Linked DNA regions of Gossypium hirsutum: regions 1 and 3 are each linked to region 2. The links are chromatin contacts, called in public Hi-C maps. All regions are on one chromosome and are shown on one strand. The core of a region is the stretch at or near the end of the contact, and the rest is flanking DNA. Distances in the headings are between cores, read along the strand shown. Region 1 holds the start of LOC107957146 (protein IQ-DOMAIN 1). Region 2 holds the start of LOC107957148 (elongation factor 1-alpha). Region 3 holds the start of LOC107931359 (mitochondrial import inner membrane translocase subunit TIM14-1).

Region 1 (2,700 bases), core at 67-2,566, 130 kb before region 2:
AATCATCATCAACATAATTAGCCACAAGTAATCATCAAGAAAGGCCGATACGAACAAAATGTCCAACGATCATTTCAAAATCAATAACAACTTTCAATTCAAGCAATAGCACCGACCGACATGGACGACAACAATGGAAAATCCAGTTAAAGTTCATACGTATATGTTTACATAAAGAACAGGCGAACACAATGTATTTTCGGATCCTTCAAAAATGTTTGAATTCATTAAGTAATAAATAAGAACATAAAACATCAAAATTAAGCAAAAAAGAAAAGAAAAGTAATGATATATATATACCAAATATCCACGAAATGCTGTTTGAATCCTGATAGCAGCTATTTCCTCCTTTGACTTCCCCAGATGGCGCGGCTGAGAAGTGAGACGGACAACTTCAGCAGCCGCCTGAGCAGCTGCCACCGCTGCCTCGGCCGCCACAGCGGTGGCAAGAGCCACAGAGTAGGCATGTTTGCTTTGTTCGTTTTCAGCTTCTTTTAGCTTTGCATCTTCAGTTATCACTTCAGTTTCTTCAGGCACAGACACAGGGCTCAAATCTTTGCTTTTTCCGAACCATTTTTTCTTTGGCTTTGGAGTTTGGTGCTGAAATTAATTAAAAACAACAAATCTAAGAAAACCCAAACCGAAAAAAGAAATCCATTAAATTATGAATTAAATCATTGAAACCTGAGATTTCTTGGATTCAGGGCTCAAAGCTTTCTTCACAATAGAAAGCCAGCCACCTTTTTTTCCCATCTGTAAATAATTCCTGTTCTTCAAGAACATGAAATTCAATGAGAATTAATATTTATAAAAGAAAAATGAATTCAATCTGAGAAATGAAGAACAACCCAGATTCCAGAAATAGAAGATCTTCACTAAAAGCAAAAAAAAAAAAATCATATCAAAGTTTCCAAATTTGAACATTTTTATTAAGACAAAAACTCAATAAATACGTTCAAAATGAAAACAAAAATGAACCCAGGAAACTACTGAAAATTTACAATACCTTGGTACATAGAAAAATTCTCACAGATCTCAGTTAAAAGATTGATAAGTCACATTCTATCTCTTAGTTGTTCTTATTGTGTATTAAAACAAAAATGCAGTAATTAAAAATCAAAGAGAGAGAAGTGGATCTAGGCAAAAAAAAAATGCTTGAAAGAGAGCAAAAATGGCGGAAAATAATAATAAAAGAACAGGTTGGCATTTGCAGAGGATAACTAAGAAAAGTTGGGACCCAGAAAGTCCCATAGACCACTTTAAAATAAATTAACCAAAACAAGCAACAAAACATAACTGCTGCGGCAACACCAAGCAAGTACACTACAAAAAGTTGTCTTACTATTATTATTGTTATTATTAGCGTTACTCGTCAAATTCCTTTTAACTTTTTTAGTCATTCCATTATTCCAAAATTCTTTAGTCATCCGTTTTTACCGACACAAATATAATTTCACAGTTTTTAAAATTTAACTGTTAATATTTATACATTAAATTAATTTAATCTTAATTTAAAAAAATATTCTTAATATTTACACATTTTATAATTATTTTTTTTGTAATTTTATTTTTATTTGAGACATTTATGGTTAATTTTAAAAGAACGAAAAGAAGATGAAAACTATTATATTGAATTTGGTGTTTTTATTTTTGATATATTTTCGATCAAAATTAGTTGATAGATTTTTTTTTTAGATTTTTAGGTGAAAGCGTCACAAACAAAAATCAAAATTGAAAAAAAAAATCACAATGTGTAGACGTTGAAGATTAATTTTTTTTAGAACCAAAATTAAATTGACTCAATGCATAAATGTCGATGGTTAAATTTGTTATTTATCAATTTTAAAAGTTGTCGAGTCATCTTCCCATTAGTCATTTAACCTTCGCTGACAAAATAAAAAATCAAATAGTTGAGTGACTAAAAAAAATATTTACCAATAGTTGAGTAACTACAAGTGTAGTTTACCCTTATTGTTGTTGTTATTCCTGTTATTATTATTTGATATTTTTTTTTGTAAATAATACTCAAATAAAAAAATAACAAGATAATATATTCTATGTAACACCCCTAACCTGTATCTGTTATCAGAATAGGGTTACAGAGCATTACCGGAGTTTAAATTTCAGAACTATAAAAAAATTTTAGTTTATGTAATTCATATCATCAATCACAGTAAAACCAATCAATAGCATACATATTGTCTCTTATAAGAGCCCTCGAGGCTCTAAAAATACATTAGAAACAAATCGAAACTAAATCAGGAACATATAGAAATTTTAGGGAAAAGATGAAAATTTACAAACTGAAGGGGTCACATGGCCAAAAGACACACCCATGTCTTAGGCTACGTAAGCATTCGAAATAGGGACACACGGTCGTGTCCCAGCCCCTGTCCGTGCCCGTGTAACTCACTGACTTGGGTCACACATACCCTTTGAAATAACCTCACACGCTTGTGTGTTAGGCCGTGTGTTAGGCCATGTAAAACCTAACTTGCAACCTTTTGAAAACTATAGGGGACACACGGTCGTGCTACCTGGCCGTGTGTCACACACGACTGAGACACATGCCCGTGTCTCTACCTGTGTGGACGAAAATAGGCTATTTTACAAGCCATTTTCTCACCCTTTTCAACATGTACCTATAATCCATTTTACACGTATAATTAAGCCCTCAAAAGGCACCAAAATCATGCATAA
Region 2 (2,792 bases), core at 179-2,678:
TCACAGACTTTTTGAAAAAGTCTTAAATGTAGTCGTGGGTCTTCAGTGGGTAAACCACCAAATTGCACTACAGTTTGTAACATCTAGAACATTACCGGTTTCAACTCGAATTGCTGAGCTTGTATAGTCGGTCTGACTATTCCTGGATTCAAGTCATCTAGGATCGGGATAACATGCTCTCTGATTGGCCTATCTCGATCATCCACCACACGCCCCATGTGAGGATTCTTATTGTAATAATTTGGATTACTATTGAAATCATTCTTGTTTCCAGCTATTTTTCTCAATTCTTTCTTTTTTCGCAAAGTTCTGTCAATATTTGGATCAAAAAGGTATTTTGTATTAGTAGAAATGCCTCTTTATGCATTGATGGCAAACTTGTAAAAATTAAATAAAACTAAATTAAATAAAACTACTAACTAAAATAACGAAACCAAATTTCACCAAATTGTCGATCTCCAGCAACAGTGCCAAAAACTTGTCGCGTGTGAAATGATATGCAATTTGTGCAAGTATACTCGTCGGTTCAAGTAATAAAGTGATGAGTGAGTATCGCTCCCAAGAGGATCGAATTGAGGCACAAAGTTGGTCAAATTATTTTAATAAAGTCGGGTTAATGCTATGGCAAAATGATTGAATGAAATGTTATGGCAAAACTAAGGTAAATATGCAATGTTGAGTAATATATAGAATTAGTAAATAATTGGCAATGCTATGGCAAAGGTGATAGTAGGATTGTAATGGCAAATATGAGAGTGATATCCAAATATTTTATAAATAAATAACTACTAAATATGTTGTGGTAAAGATACTTCGACAGAGAATAAAGATATAGTGTCTACGATATTTATGCGGTAGGTTGGGATTATTCAAAATCAACATTCACTGTTGATAGTGCCATGTCAAAATCTTGATTGCAAATAATTATTAAAAGTTGTAAAAATATTAGAAATTAAAAAAAGTAAGTCTGTGAAAAAATATTAAAAATGCAAAAAACGATATAATTAAAATTATTTGGGATTTGTAAAAGGAAAATTGGGATCCTTAAGGAATAACCTGACATAGATCCCACCAGCAAATAAGGAATACCTGTGGCTCATCTCTCATCTCCCGCTGCTCAGGTACATCCCAGTCGATGAGACGGCCTTTTGTTTGCAATTGCAATTTGTGCAGACAAAAAGCCTGCCAATGGCCGGTGTCCATACGACTTCTGCTCAAGGCCAGGCCCATCCCTTATGACTAATTCTTGCAATTTGTATAGTAAGCCAAGGACCCAACCCAAACCTAAAGCGAATAACTCCCACTCACAAGATAAGCACGTAATATCCACTTACCAATAAAAAACGTCCGTTTAACCACATCATACTCCACATACGTGAAAATTAAACCTCGACGCCCCTAATAAGAAACCGAAGGACGTATCTGTCAAAACAAATATGAAAAAGGACATTTTAGGAAGAAAAAGAAAGAAGCTAAAACCTGACTATAAAAATGAACGAGAGAGCAGCTCACTTGTAAAACCCTATCACCTCTCTTACTATTATAATCTCTCTTCTGCTTTGTCGCCACGATTTCAGCTTCAGATCGCTTCTATTTCTTAGGTTCCATTCTCAGATCTAATTTATTCAATCCATTCTTTCATATTTTTATTTGCTCTATTTTTTATTCGCCTGGCTTAACTTTTTATTTTAATTTCAATGTAATTTAGATCTCTCTTTTGATTTTTGTCTTCTTTTTTTCCTGATGAGATTTTTTTTTTCTGTAATACTGTTGTTAGATTTATCGTATGATAATAATTTGGAGATCTTATTTGAGCTTTTAAGAGAAATTGTTGTTTATTATGATCGTTGTATTGATTCTTTTGGCTGTAGATTTGTTTTCGTTCATATGAATAATTATTTCTGGATTTGTGCATTTTGTTTAAGTGAGTCAATCTCTGACCAACTTTTATTTTAAAAAATTTGGAGACTATGATATCAATGCGCTTTCTTGGTCCATTTTGAGAACTTTGCTGTAATTTTTCTATTCAACTGTGAAATCATAGTATCTTTAGTTGTTCGTTCAATAAAAGTTAATGCTTAAATCATTGCCAAAAAAAAAAGTTGATGCTTAAAAATTGTAGAAAAGTAAGGGCGAAAAATAGATATGCTACTTAATTTTTGCTTCTAAAGCATGAAGTAGGAACTATGCTATTAGAATTGATGTTATGGTTTATTCTGTTGAATTTTAAACATCAAACTAGCTTAAGTATCGTGTTGTGTTAATTTGTTAATTTTTTTTTTTAAATTTTGGGATGCAGGGGTAAACATGTTCATTGTTTTTCTGGCTACCTTTTTCACTGATTGTTTATGCATGGGATTCTGGTTTAACTATATATATGTTGGTGCAGCTTGAAGCTAATACTGCAGAATGGGCAAGGAAAAGACTCACATTAACATTGTCGTAATTGGCCATGTCGACTCTGGAAAGTCAACCACCACTGGCCACTTGATCTACAAGCTTGGAGGTATTGACAAGCGTGTCATTGAAAGGTTTGAGAAGGAAGCTGCCGAGATGAACAAGAGGTCATTCAAGTATGCTTGGGTGCTTGACAAGTTGAAGGCTGAGCGTGAACGTGGTATTACCATTGACATTGCCCTGTGGAAGTTTGAGACCACCAAATATTACTGCACTGTCATCGATGCCCCTGGACATCGTGACTTTATCAAGAACATGATTACTGGTACCTCCCAGGCCGATTGTGCTGTCCTTATCATTGACTCTACCACTGGAGGTTTTGAGGCAGGTATTTC
Region 3 (2,700 bases), core at 175-2,674, 160 kb before region 2:
GCAGCTCTTGAAAGTCACATTTTATTCCACCGATTTTTCCACATTTTTCATTCCTTAAAGTACCCGTATCAAACACATAATAAAGACAATTTGAGTTCAACTAGTGAGCATAAGCAGTTCTTTAACTTCGCATCAAATTCTAATAAGTTTTAAGCTATGTTTTCCAGACTCTTCATTCTCTCTAAAGTATCCGTGTCAAACACATACCTATATTTGATACTCACCCCTTGAGACCAGGTTACATAGGTTTTGAATGCCAACAAGCTATTAATTCATTCAAGATTCATCTTTTTACTAATTCTTTGAAGGCTAACAAACTGACCAAATGCCATAAACTAAAAGTTTCCTCAACTCTTTCATTTTTTGTGAAGTATCTGTGTCCAATGCATATTAAGATATGGAGATATGACCCCCAAAATACATGAAAAACTTCAATATAGATACGCACACATACCTATGGCAGACACATTCTCATATTCAATTCAAGCAACATTAGAAAGAAATCTGGAGTCATAGGATAAACAAGAAACTAACGTTTCATACCATGAAAGCAATAAATTGATAAGAAGATTAAATATCTCTCAAGTACTTAAAAACATAAGCTAAGGCTGAAGCTTCCCTTGGCTCTTTCTCTACCATGGAAATCACATCAACTGCCAAATCCCAACATCTCCATGAGTTTACCAACAGACATACTTTAAACAACAACATAAACAAAAGGGGCTTTTGCCTGAACTCAGAGGAGTCTATCAGCATCAGATTTATTCAAAACAAATTATAACTGGACGCGAAGGTGAGTATCTAAAACGGGTATGTTTCGACACAGATAAGCTCAATTATTCCATATATTTGTCAAAATATGTGTTGGACACAGAATATTAAATAATAATAACTCAGGTAACATAGTTCGGTTTATACTTGGAACTAAAAAGAAAGTACACAACGCCATAACAACTTCTCCCCCCAAAAAATAATCTTTTTACTTTTAGAAATATTAAGCTGAAACAAATTCTCTATTCATGTTATGAAACTGAATGGCATCCATAGTAAAATAATTCCTAAAAAAAAGGTGAACTTTCATACTCCAAATTAAGCATTTAATTAGATCCAAACAAAAACATAATGGCAAAACAGAGAAAAATGGGAAAATGAAATAATTTTAATAAAAAGGATCTAGAAATTTACCATTTTTCTTAACGGGATTTGGGATACAACCTCAGAAATCCAAAGATGAAAATGTTGAAACGGCTTCCGGCTTTCGTATTTCAGGTTCTGTCCGTGAAACGAAAAATCGAGCGAGGTTTTGGGCTCTGTTTAGGTAATTTGGTTTCATTTAAAAGGTGGTCTAGACCGGCCATGCTCCTCACCAGTTTTAACTTTTTTAGGGTCCCCCAATCTTCTACAATTTCATATTACTACTTCATATTTGTATTTTATTTATGAATATTAGTAATATAAACTAATTTTACTTTTTAATATTAAATAAATTGAAAATTTAATCACTAAATAATTAATACAGAAATTGATATTAAAAAATTATTTGATAATTTAGTAAATATAAATGTTGCTTTATAAAACTAAATGATAATATTTAAAAATTATATACTGTTATAAAATAAAAGACAAAGAATATAGAACAAAGAACAAAGAGAATGAGAAAGCAAAAGAGATCAAAATTTATCTTGATCTTGATGGACATCCATTTAATAAGATATTCTTAACAGTCCCCCTTAGATGTCCATTGGTAGGTAATGTGTCTCGTTAAAACCTTATTAAGATAAAAATCTTGTGGGAAAAAAATTCCTAGGAAAGGAAAAAGAGTACAATATCTATAATACGCATAATATGTTGTCTCATTAAAAAGCTTACAAAAAAATCCAATGGGACAAAACCTTAGTTAAGGAAAAAAGAGTACAGCGCGAATTTACTCTTCCTCATAAAAAATCACATAATATCTCATATTATGCATATTCAATCTTGAATACTAGCTTTTCAAATTTTGGGGGAAATATATTTTGATCTCTTCAAGAGTATCAACAATAATCATTGGAAACTTTAATCATAATTATTGTATAAAAATATAAATAGGTACTTTGGATCATTTTATAATCCTCCTTCAACTGTTATTCACCCAGTCAAATTTATTACATATGTTCAAATTATTTCAATTCATATAAATGAACAATTTCCCGAGAATTTCAATATGTTTCTAACATTCTAAATCCTTCAAGGATTTTAATATAAACTTTACTATGTAATGATTCATAAAAGGTTGTAACAACAACCATTAGACGCATGTTAAATTTTTTATAAACTGTCAGTTTAATAATATAGCTAAAGGGTATTGCATCCACCATAAAATAATATTATATCTTTTCATAATTAATACCAGGACTTAGCAAAAAGCTTCATATTTTTATTTCGTTTTTGCAAAACTACTTCATTTGTACCCTCACTTGTTTTATACCTTTAGATATTTGGACTACTGGTCCAAAAACTCCACGAATTTAATTGTACTCGAATTGTATCTTTCTATTTTGAACAATATATTCCATATATTTATTCAAGATCCTCTTTTTGTTTCATTATTTCAACAATAACATTGCATGCAAAACCATTATTGACCACTTTTATTATCGGTTCCATATTTTCTCAAATTGATATAACTTATCGATATCTCTTATTTTTACTATTTTAATC

The links. A called contact is a pair of places that touch in the nucleus more often than the background predicts.
Region 1: a contact with region 2 is called in a Hi-C map of leaf, with 3 times the contacts expected there. The contact joins the promoter of LOC107957146 here to the promoter of LOC107957148 in region 2. A contact is called at or near these places in 8 of 34 Hi-C or Micro-C datasets (callus and leaf).
Region 3: a Hi-C map of leaf shows a contact between it and region 2, with 3 times the contacts expected there. The contact joins the promoter of LOC107931359 here to the promoter of LOC107957148 in region 2. A contact is called at or near these places in 4 of 34 Hi-C or Micro-C datasets (all in leaf).

The regions. Positions count from the first base shown.
Region 1 is chrA05:87,178,907-87,181,606 of Gossypium_hirsutum_v2.1, reverse strand. It overlaps LOC107957146 (protein IQ-DOMAIN 1), which reads right to left and starts at 1,316. Exons shown (of 6, transcript XM_041112573.1): 1 at 1,007-1,316; 2 at 685-766; 3 at 301-600. The coding sequence starts at 753.
Region 2 is chrA05:87,047,392-87,050,183 of Gossypium_hirsutum_v2.1, reverse strand. It overlaps LOC107957148 (elongation factor 1-alpha), which reads left to right and starts at 1,428. Exons shown (of 3, transcript XM_016892582.2): 1 at 1,428-1,601; 2 at 2,390-2,792. The coding sequence starts at 2,410.
Region 3 is chrA05:87,204,487-87,207,186 of Gossypium_hirsutum_v2.1, reverse strand. LOC107931359 (mitochondrial import inner membrane translocase subunit TIM14-1) reads right to left here and starts at 1,424. Exons shown (of 3, transcript XM_016863241.2): 1 at 1,186-1,424. The coding sequence starts at 1,188.